Linked DNA regions of Mus musculus: region 1 is linked to region 2. Evidence: chromatin contacts called from public promoter capture Hi-C data. All regions are on one chromosome and are shown on one strand. Each heading gives the region's core, a stretch centred on a gene start, on an enhancer-like site or on the middle of the called end of the contact. The rest is flanking DNA. Distances are from core to core; before and after follow the strand shown.

What was found. Promoter capture Hi-C pulls out the DNA fragments that hold promoters and counts their contacts.
Region 1: a contact with region 2 is called in a promoter capture Hi-C map of embryonic stem cells, with 4 times the contacts expected there. The contact joins the promoter of Zfp410 here to the promoter of Papln in region 2. A contact is called at or near these places in 1 of 39 promoter capture datasets (embryonic stem cells) and 2 of 115 datasets of contacts at active chromatin or transcription factors (embryonic forebrain and large pre-B cells).

What each region holds. Positions count from the first base shown.
Region 1 is chr12:84,314,311-84,318,784 of GRCm38.p6, forward strand. It overlaps Zfp410 (zinc finger protein 410), which reads left to right and starts at 2,549. Exons shown (of 12, transcript NM_144833.4): 1 at 2,549-2,864. Ptgr2 (prostaglandin reductase 2) reads left to right here. Exons shown (of 10, transcript NM_029880.3): 10 at 1-1,522.
Region 2 is chr12:83,760,596-83,765,138 of GRCm38.p6, forward strand. Papln (papilin, proteoglycan-like sulfated glycoprotein) reads left to right here and starts at 3,039. Exons shown (of 27, transcript NM_130887.3): 1 at 3,039-3,121.

The sequences.
Region 1 (4,474 bases), core at 1,299-3,798, 550 kb after region 2:
TTATAAGGTAATAACCGAATAATTTTATGGTTGGGGGTCACCACAACATGAGAGACTGTATTAAAGGGTGGGTGTATTAGGAAGGTTGAGAACCAATGCCACACTAGATTGAAGTTAGTATTACTTGTTTTTCTGTCTTTTTTACTTTGTTTTTGAGGCAAGATCTCTATATGACATCCACACTGGCCTCCAACTTGTGATCCTGGGGCTCTGTCTCCTAAGTCCTGGAATTGTAGGCATGTACCACTATGCCTGATTATTTTTCTTATAATAACTAATAATATTGTTTTGGAGATGGGTCTGTTAGTTTAGCTCAGGCTGGACTGACTCCTCAGGTCTCCCACTGCTGAGCCTGCTGGGATGCCAGGCAGCTGTCACTCACTAATATGTGGCTAATTTTGTTTGTGAAAATTAATATTACATATATTTGTATCAAATATTTAAAAAACCTGGGTGGTTTTTAACCCCAACTATTAGTGGATCATATATATATATATATATATCTTTAAATTACTTTTAGAACTGAATAAACAGTCTACGAATTCTAAGGTGAGAAGCAGTTAACATTTGTTGAACTGGTAACATTTTTACCATTCTTAAACTGAGTATTAGAATTGAGAAAGCCTTTCCATATTTTTGATGAGAGACTTTAAAAGTCTTTACCCGAATGTTTGTCTGTACACCACATGCATGTCTGGTGCCTACAGTGGAGAGTGGCTGGAGAGGGTATTGGGGCATTGGATCCCCTGGAACTGGAGAGAGTCTGAAGCCACCATGTGAGTGCTGGGTTCTAGAATGCAGATCCTCTGGTAGAGCAGGAGATGCTCTTAGTGTTGGCCACCTCTCCAGCCTGTCTGTACTTAATGGCATAAGTACATAGGATTTCGGGCAGCATTGGGAGTATTTACAGATTGTGGAACAGTTTGGGGTAGGACGTTTTGGGCTGGGAGTGGTCTGAGAAGATAAATGAGTGGTTGGGAGTCTCCAGAGACAAGGTTTACATCCAGGGATGATGTTTGTGTTCTGCCAAACAACTAATTGAGTAGCAAGCCTAACAACTTACTACGTGCTGATAAAAGCTTGTGTTTATTTTAGGAATTTTTTTTTAAAGACAAGAGTCTGTTAGGTAGCTTGCTATGTAATCCAGGCTGGCCTGGAACTCAAAGATATCCACTTGGCTGTCTGCCTCCGAGTGCCAGTGTTAAAGGCCTGTATCCCCATTCTGGGCTTATACTTTGGAGAACTAATAGATATAAACATCACTAAGAGTTTCACTGATGAAAGTGAGTCGGAGTGGTCAGGGCAGAACACTGATCAGTACTCTAGGGGCTCTGAGGTCAATCCCCAATGGTACCTTCCCACAACAAGCCCCAAGTAATCAAGCTCCAGAAAGCTATAGGATTAAGTAAATTAACCAATGGTTATAGACATGACTATTCCAGATATACTGATGTATCACATTTGTTTTCTTAATTTTCTCAACCTTTAGAAAAATAAAACTGGAGATGTTTTCTGAGTATGACTTATGACCACTTTTTTTTTTTACAGTCAATATATTTTAGAGGCAAAACAAATTAGCAGCCACTAAATCAAATTTTGCAGCGTTCTAACCTTGTTTTACATACTTTCTCTGGACCCCAGTTTTTCTTTCTGAACAGTTCTTCATCTCTTCATATAGTGGTAACTGGTAAATCTTTGTTTTTTAATCCTTTCTTAAATTTTAGGATTTTAGCTCCTAGTAAACATCTCCTTGCCACCCCAAGATTTTTGTCCCAGATACTGTGTAGGCCAGTTGTCCTTGTCATGGCCATCCTCAAATGGGATCACAGTCATGCTTCTCAGTGCGCAGGACAAACTGTATCGAGGAAATGTTTTCTCCCGGAACATTTTGTACCAAAACTATGACTCCCTAGCTCATCCAGACTCCTGGCTTATCTCTAACTTGAAAATGAGCGCCTTCAGAGAACATTATATCTCACAGGCACTATCTTTAGTCCCCTACTCTTCCACACCGCATCATGTTTTGTTGTTGTTGTTGTTTTTTGTTTTTTTGGACAAGGTCTCAACTATGTAGCCCTCGTTCACCGGGAACTCCTGGAGTACTGGGATTGCTGGAGTTACAGGCGTGTGCCACCACTGCAGATCTTAAGTTTCATGCAGTCAAACTCGAAAGTTTCAACAAGAACTATTATCCAGCTTGGAACTTAGTTATCTGAGCCCTCAGTCAGTGCATCCAAGATCTCTGGAGAATTCTTAAATGTTTCTAACGCTGTACGTGTGCCTAAATTCACACCCAGTCCTAGGGGCAATGCAAGGCTTGATTTCCAGGTCCCTCTTTGGGCCATGAACATTTCAGGTGCTCTTCATGGGCTTTTGGTGTTTCGGGAGCTGTCACAGGTCCTCAGCTCCGGAGAAAGCTACCCTCCACCCCGCGCCGTCTCACCCATCCCAGCCGCCGCGGCCCCTGCTGAACAGCTCCGCTCAGCGGGAAGGCAGTGACGTCACGGCTAGACTGCACTGACCTGGTTTCAGATTTCGCGGACCTGAGAACCCTGAAGGGCAGACAGGAGGGGACGGGGCGCTGCGGTTCCTCGGCCGGGAGGGAACCCTGTGTGTGTCTCGGGCTGTGTATGCGTGTGTATGTAGCGGGGAGCGAAGGATCGCTCTCAAGCAGCGGCCCAAGAGTCAGCGCCTCCTCCTGAGAAACACCCGCGGGCGGAGAAGAAAGCGAGTGGGTATGTTGATGGGGGGCGGCCAAACTTCCTGTCCCGCTCTGGAGCTGCTTCCGGCGGGAGCCGGAAGACGCCGTGTGTGGACGGGATTCGGGGCTGACTGACGGACGGACGGCTGCCCGAGACTGGAAGGTGAGCTCCAGGCTAGTGTAGCCACCCCCGCTCGGGTAGGTGGTCCCGCCGAGAAAGGAAGCCACTTATGGGGTCTGGGGATCTAGAGCCGGGTTCGCCCCCGAAGGGCGCAAGGAAGCCGTCCCCCCAGACTCCCCCAGGCGTCTAGCGGGCGGGGAGCGACCGGTCCGAAGCCCGGCGGCTGCGGCCCTAACCCCTTTGGGGATCTGGGGCGCACCGTTTCTCCTCCTTTGCTTGTTCTTGAGGGAGGGAGCTTGGAGACCAGCCTGCCCCCCCAGAACGCGGGAGTCAGCGAGTCCCCCGGGCGGAGGCTCCGGACTGCACCCGCGGCTGGGCCCGCCCGCAGACCTAAGGGCCTTCGGCTGAGGCCTTTGTGCTGGCGGGAAGGGTTGACAGCGGTGCCCTGCCCGCGTTTCACCCAGGGCTGCCGGCACCTTTCCTGGGTCCACTCTCTGCCTTGGGCTGGAATAGGGAAGGGACGTCTGCGGACCAGAGCCGGACCTCTGGGGTCTCCTTTGCCTGTCACCTCAGGCCCGTGTGTGGGCAGCGAGTGTTTGCAGCCAGGATGTGTTTTGCTCGTTCAACTTGTTCTCTGAAGTTTCTCAAAAGAAGACGATCCAATTAGTTTATTAAACTTTATCTCACTTGCTCATGAGGCTCTGAGATGTACTTAGGAACCATTTGGGAGTGAAATATTATTGATTTGGGGTTAAGAGTTCATACATTTACATTACATTAGACACAAAGATCAGTGGAACATATGTAAAGAGAATAAAACATAGTTTGAGGTCAAAACGCGCAATTCTGGGTGTTTGGCGTTGAGAAATTACACTTTGTGGCAGATACAGGGCAGCCAAGCATCAGAAAATGTGGTTCTAATTTGAGCTTTGTATCCCAGTAGGTGTCAAATTTAGGTAAATCCCACAATTTCTAAGGTTTTTTTTGGGGGGGCAGTGGGGGGAGGAGTATGTCAGTGAAGAGGTTTACCGTTAAGGGCTGGCCATTATTCTGAGATACTAAACTGCATATGGAGAGTGACAAGCAGAAAGATACTGAGAAATCTAAACAGCATCACAGGAGTCACTTTGGGGTCTGGTTATTATTAATTGCTGGGATTATTAAAACATGTAGGATGAGAGGCACTGCTAGGTAAAATTTGCAGCTGAGTGGGAAGATTGGGCAATAAATAAAAGATAATTCAAGAAGAACAGGTTTGGTAGGGGAGATGATAATCCGTGTTTAGACATGGTTTGGTTTGACATGCTGAGGATATATATGCAGAATTAGTCCATAAGCAGTTAATGAAAGTTTGGAATTGAAAAGTCAGAGTGAAGGGGTAGGGAATTGGGTATCATTTGTCATGTTATTTATCCTCTGAATTATTGTCTGAATATTTATCCAGTGCTCACTGGAAACCTGTATGGCAGTCATTTAAACTCACAATAATGACTAATTTAGAAGTGGGTAGTGACGTCAGGGTTTCTTTTTGGGAAAATGTAAAATTAGCCAAGTATGGTGGTACACACCTTTAATCTCGGTACTGTGAGGCATAAGCAGGAGTGGGAGTTGAAGGCCAGCCTCAGATTCCTGTAGAGTTCCAGGCCAGCTTG
Region 2 (4,543 bases), core at 1,789-4,288:
GCTTCTGGTCAGCTCGAAATGATGAAGAGTCAGCTGTAATCAACAAGAGACCAGCACCACTGGAGTAAAACCAAATCAAACCAAACAGAATAAAATGACCAAAAATCACCTTTGCTTTACTGGGAACAACTGTTGCTGGTTACTGGAGCTGAGAAATAAGTGGCGATTAAGATGCCAGCATCACTGAGGTGAAATCTCCTGATCTTCTGGGAAGTGTTTCCTCAGGGTATACACACACGTGCACACACACACACACACACACACACATGCACACATGCACACACATACATGTACACACACACACATGCACACATATACACACACATACACACACACACATGCACATATACACACACATACACATACAAACACACACATATACGCATACACACATACTGTGTTAGAGGTGGCCAAGGTAGTACCTCAGACCTTGGTCACATGTTAGAATCACCTATGTAGTTCTGGGTGTGAAGGGCTTCCGGGTCATGGAGTGCAGCCGAAGCTTGGCACTGGTAGAGACTGGGAGAAGCCATTGGTGAGAATGCAGCCTCTGTAGCAGTTGAAGCCCTAGGATTGAAGGGGCCATTCAGAGTTGAGGCTTGGCATCATGAAGAGAACCCATGAGAGGCTAATGGTGAAAGTGCAGCCCAGTTGCAGCAGAAGACTGGGCATTGTGGGACCCCAGTGCCACAAGCAACTGCCAAGGACAGGAGCAGGTATGGAGCGGAGCCAGCCTGAGCCACGGAGACAAGCTGTGACATGGCAAGCCCTTTGGAGGACCCCAGAAGAGTCAGACACTGGGGCTTATTTACACTGTTGGGAGTTAGTTTTACTTTGTTAAGGTTGTGGCTGTACCCTGGATCTTCCCTCTTGGAATAAGACAGTATATAATTTTTAATTTTTTACTTTACTGGAGCCCACTGTTGACACACTTTGAACTTTTAAAGAGATTTTGGAGTTTTACTTTGACTTTGGACTTTGAAAGAGACTTGCACCACCATGTCCAATAGGAAACATATATTCATTTTCTTAGTAATTGACTGGGGGTGGGGGTGAGGCAGCTTATTCTATGTGGTGCCACTCCTGGGCAGGTGGTCCTGGATTCTATAAGAAAGTAGGCAGAGCAAGCCATGGGGAGTGAGCCAGTAAGCAGCACCCCTCCATGGCCTCTCTATCAGCTCCTATCTCCAGGTTCCTGCCCTGCTTGAGTTCCTGGCTTTTCTTTCCACACTGATGTGGAAATGTAAGCCAAATAAACCCTTTCCTGCTGGATGGTGGCTCACACCTTTAATCCCAGCACTCCAGAGGCTAAGGCAGGAGGAGGATCTCTTATTTTGAGGCCAGCATGGTTTACAGAGCGAGTTTCAGGACAACAGCGAGTTTCAGGACAACAAGGGCTACACAGAGAAACCCTGTCTCGAAAAACCAATAAATAATAAATCCTTTTGTCTCTGACTTGCTTTTGGTCATGGTGTTTCATCACAGCAATAGTAGCCCCGTCTAAGACAAGTAGTTTTTGTTTTTTGTTTTTTTTTTAAAGAAAGAATCCGGATCTGGACTGGGGTTCAGTCAGTTGGTTAGAATGTGTGTCCAGCATGCATGGAGCCCTGGCTTTGACGTCTAGGACTACATGAGCTGGGCATAGGATCTATAACCGCGGCACTCAGGAAATCATCCTATGCTGCACACGGAGGCCAGCCTAGGCTCCGAGAGATGCTGCCCTGAGGCAGAACAAAAGGGTCCAAGTCCAGGCATCTGAAAAGGAGCCCTCAAACCAAAACCATCAGAAAAGGTTGCTTCGTAGCTGCCCCAGCCTTCTGCAGTAGGAGAAACCTTTTCCTGCCGTTTTTTTTTTTAACAAGGACCTTTGACCTAGTTCAGGAAGGTCGGAGATGGAGGCGGGGGTGGGGGGGGTGGTGGTGGTGCGGTGTGTGTGTGTGTCGATTGTGAGTGAAGAAACATTTTCCTTTTCTAGGGAGGTTCTAAGTCACATCACTCCCTTTGCTGCCAAGTTCATCTTTATCCAAGAATCCCCGTGTTCCTGGGCCCTGAAACCAGGTCTCTGTCCCCTCCTGCACTGGGAAATATAAAGAGCTTCCTGCTTCCCTCAGTGCAAACACCAACCCAACTCTGAAGGAGGCAGAAAAGCCAGAGAAGTGACAGGGTCAGGGTCAGCAAGGAGCCCCGCTTCTTTCTGTGACCTCCACAGGCCCGGGGCCAAGGCCCTTTTCTAGGGATGAATAAACTCTGTTTTCTGAAAAGGAATGTTTGGCAAGGAAATGTCTTGATTTGTGTGTGTGTGGAGGGGGGGGGTACTGTGGTGGTGGTGGTGTAAAAGCAGGAAGGAAATTAAATTTGCCACAAGTGGAAGTGGTAAGAGCCTATAGCTCTGATGCTAGCTGGTGCCCAGGGCTGTGGCTACAGTGGTTACCCAGCCTCAACTCACAGCCGATCTACACAGATTTTTACTGCCATGCTCCATTGGAATTGCAGCCGCTAGGATCAGGATGGAGTGAGTGGAGAGGCTTCAAAAGCGGGAAAGGGATGAGGTAAATTCATAGTGATGGGGAATCTCTCTCTCTCTCTCTCTCTCTCTCTCTCTCTCTCTCTCTCTCTCTCCTGTCTGTCTGTCTGTCTGTCTGTCTGTCTGTCTGTCTGTCTGTGAATGTGAACTGATTGTAGCCAAAGTATAAAATTCAGAAGGTGGTTGGACACCCAGGTGTGTCGGTGCGAGATTGGTGTAGCGAGGAGGGGTTTTGACAAAGACCTGGAGAGCTTGGGGCACCGGAAGTGGGACTGAAAAGGTGGCTGGCTCAGACCCAAGACCCAGAGCCCACAGGTTTTAAGAATAAGCAAAGCCTTGGCAGGAACCCAAAAGGAGGAGGCATGGGGCAATGCTGGGTACCCGGGGCCTCTCGGTGGGGGCACCGTGCTCCTTCAGGGATTGGAGGTGGGTGTCAGCCGACTGGGTGGGGGAAGATGGGGCGGGGAGGAAACCAGCCAGCCGCGGGGAAAGAAAGTCCAACCTCCCCTCCCCTGGCTTTCGTAGTCGGTGCTGGAGAAGTTGACAGTTGACCCAGGCTGGGCACCGATAAGGCGGCTCCAGGGCTTCAAGAGACAGGTAGGAAGGCAAGCGGGCGCCTTGGGCAGGGCACGCCCCGGGCATCTGAAGGCCTCTGCCCCGCCTGGCTCCTGTAGGTAGTGGTTGGCGTGGAAGTGAGAGACCATGGGAGATCTGGCTGTGAGGTGGCTGCGTGAGCACTGAGGAGGGTCTCAGCTCTACATCTGGAGCCCGGGGTGGGGAGTGGCGGGTAATCGGGTCCCCGCAGTCCAGCTGCTCTTCTCCTGGAACAGCATACCCCCCCCCCCGCCCCCGCCTCCTCTGTACTGCCCGGGTGAAGCCTGCAGAGCCAGCGCACTTCCTGGCGATGTTCCAGGCCACAGCCAGCACCTGCCAGGCACCCAGGGCCCCCGTAGGAACCGCGCCTCAGTGCCCCTGGGGTCACAGGGCACCAGCCCAGGTCAGGTTTGGAAGAGTCATCCTGACCCGCACGGGTGGCCTTAGGTTGAAGGAAGGAACATTATCAAGCTTTCCGGACTTTGGAATCGCAGACACACTAGGTCGCAGGTCTGGGCAGCGCCTGCAGTAGTGACTGGAGCTCTTGAGTTCTTCAGTCTCCCTCTGGTCACGTTCATCATTCAGGCTAGTCCGCCCGCCCGCCTCCCAGTCCCGTCATCAGTCAGTCCTTGATCTCTGCTGCCCCCAGCATCCCCACATCTCAAGTGCGCACTAGACCCCCTTCCAACCTTCTCCCCAGCAGTCTGTGATTAGAATGACTTGCTGACTGTGACAAATTAGCCAGGGCTTACATCCATGCGTATGCTGGTGTAAACTTTGCTGAACGTGGCTTTTGAACGCGATATTTCATACCTATAAAACGACTGCAAGTTGTTTTATTGTAAAAAGAATTCAGAACATCAGTTAGAATTACAGATTTTAACATTAACATACCTGTCAGCGCTTGTTTAATGTCCTGTACTGAACTGCACACTGCTTACGTGTCTCTGATACAGAAACATGTGCACACACGCGAGCACACCCCGCACTATGCAGACACCTAATGTGCGCATGCTCATAAGAGTGCTATGCCCGCACATGTGCACACCCTACACACAACTCTGGGTTCAAGCGGGCGTACTCTCCTTGTGAAGACTGAAGGAGGTGATCCTGTGCAGGCAAGGGTTGGCTTTTTGGTTTTAAAACAGGAAGAGAGAGAGAGAGAGAGAGAGAGAGAGAGAGAGAGAGAGAGAGAGAGAGAACATGGATGGGTGCTGAGGGGTCTCGGCATAGTTAAGCATGTACCCCAAGATTTGCACTTAGATTTTAAAAGCAGTTGAATTTGGGCTGAGCCTTTTTGTCCAGACTGGCCTTGAACTCCTGGGCTCTAGTGGTATTGTAGTGAATGGGTATCCAGCATCTCAGTAGCTGGGACTATTTTTGGGTAGTGGGGGGCTGGGAAGATGGCTCTGTCAGTGAACTGTT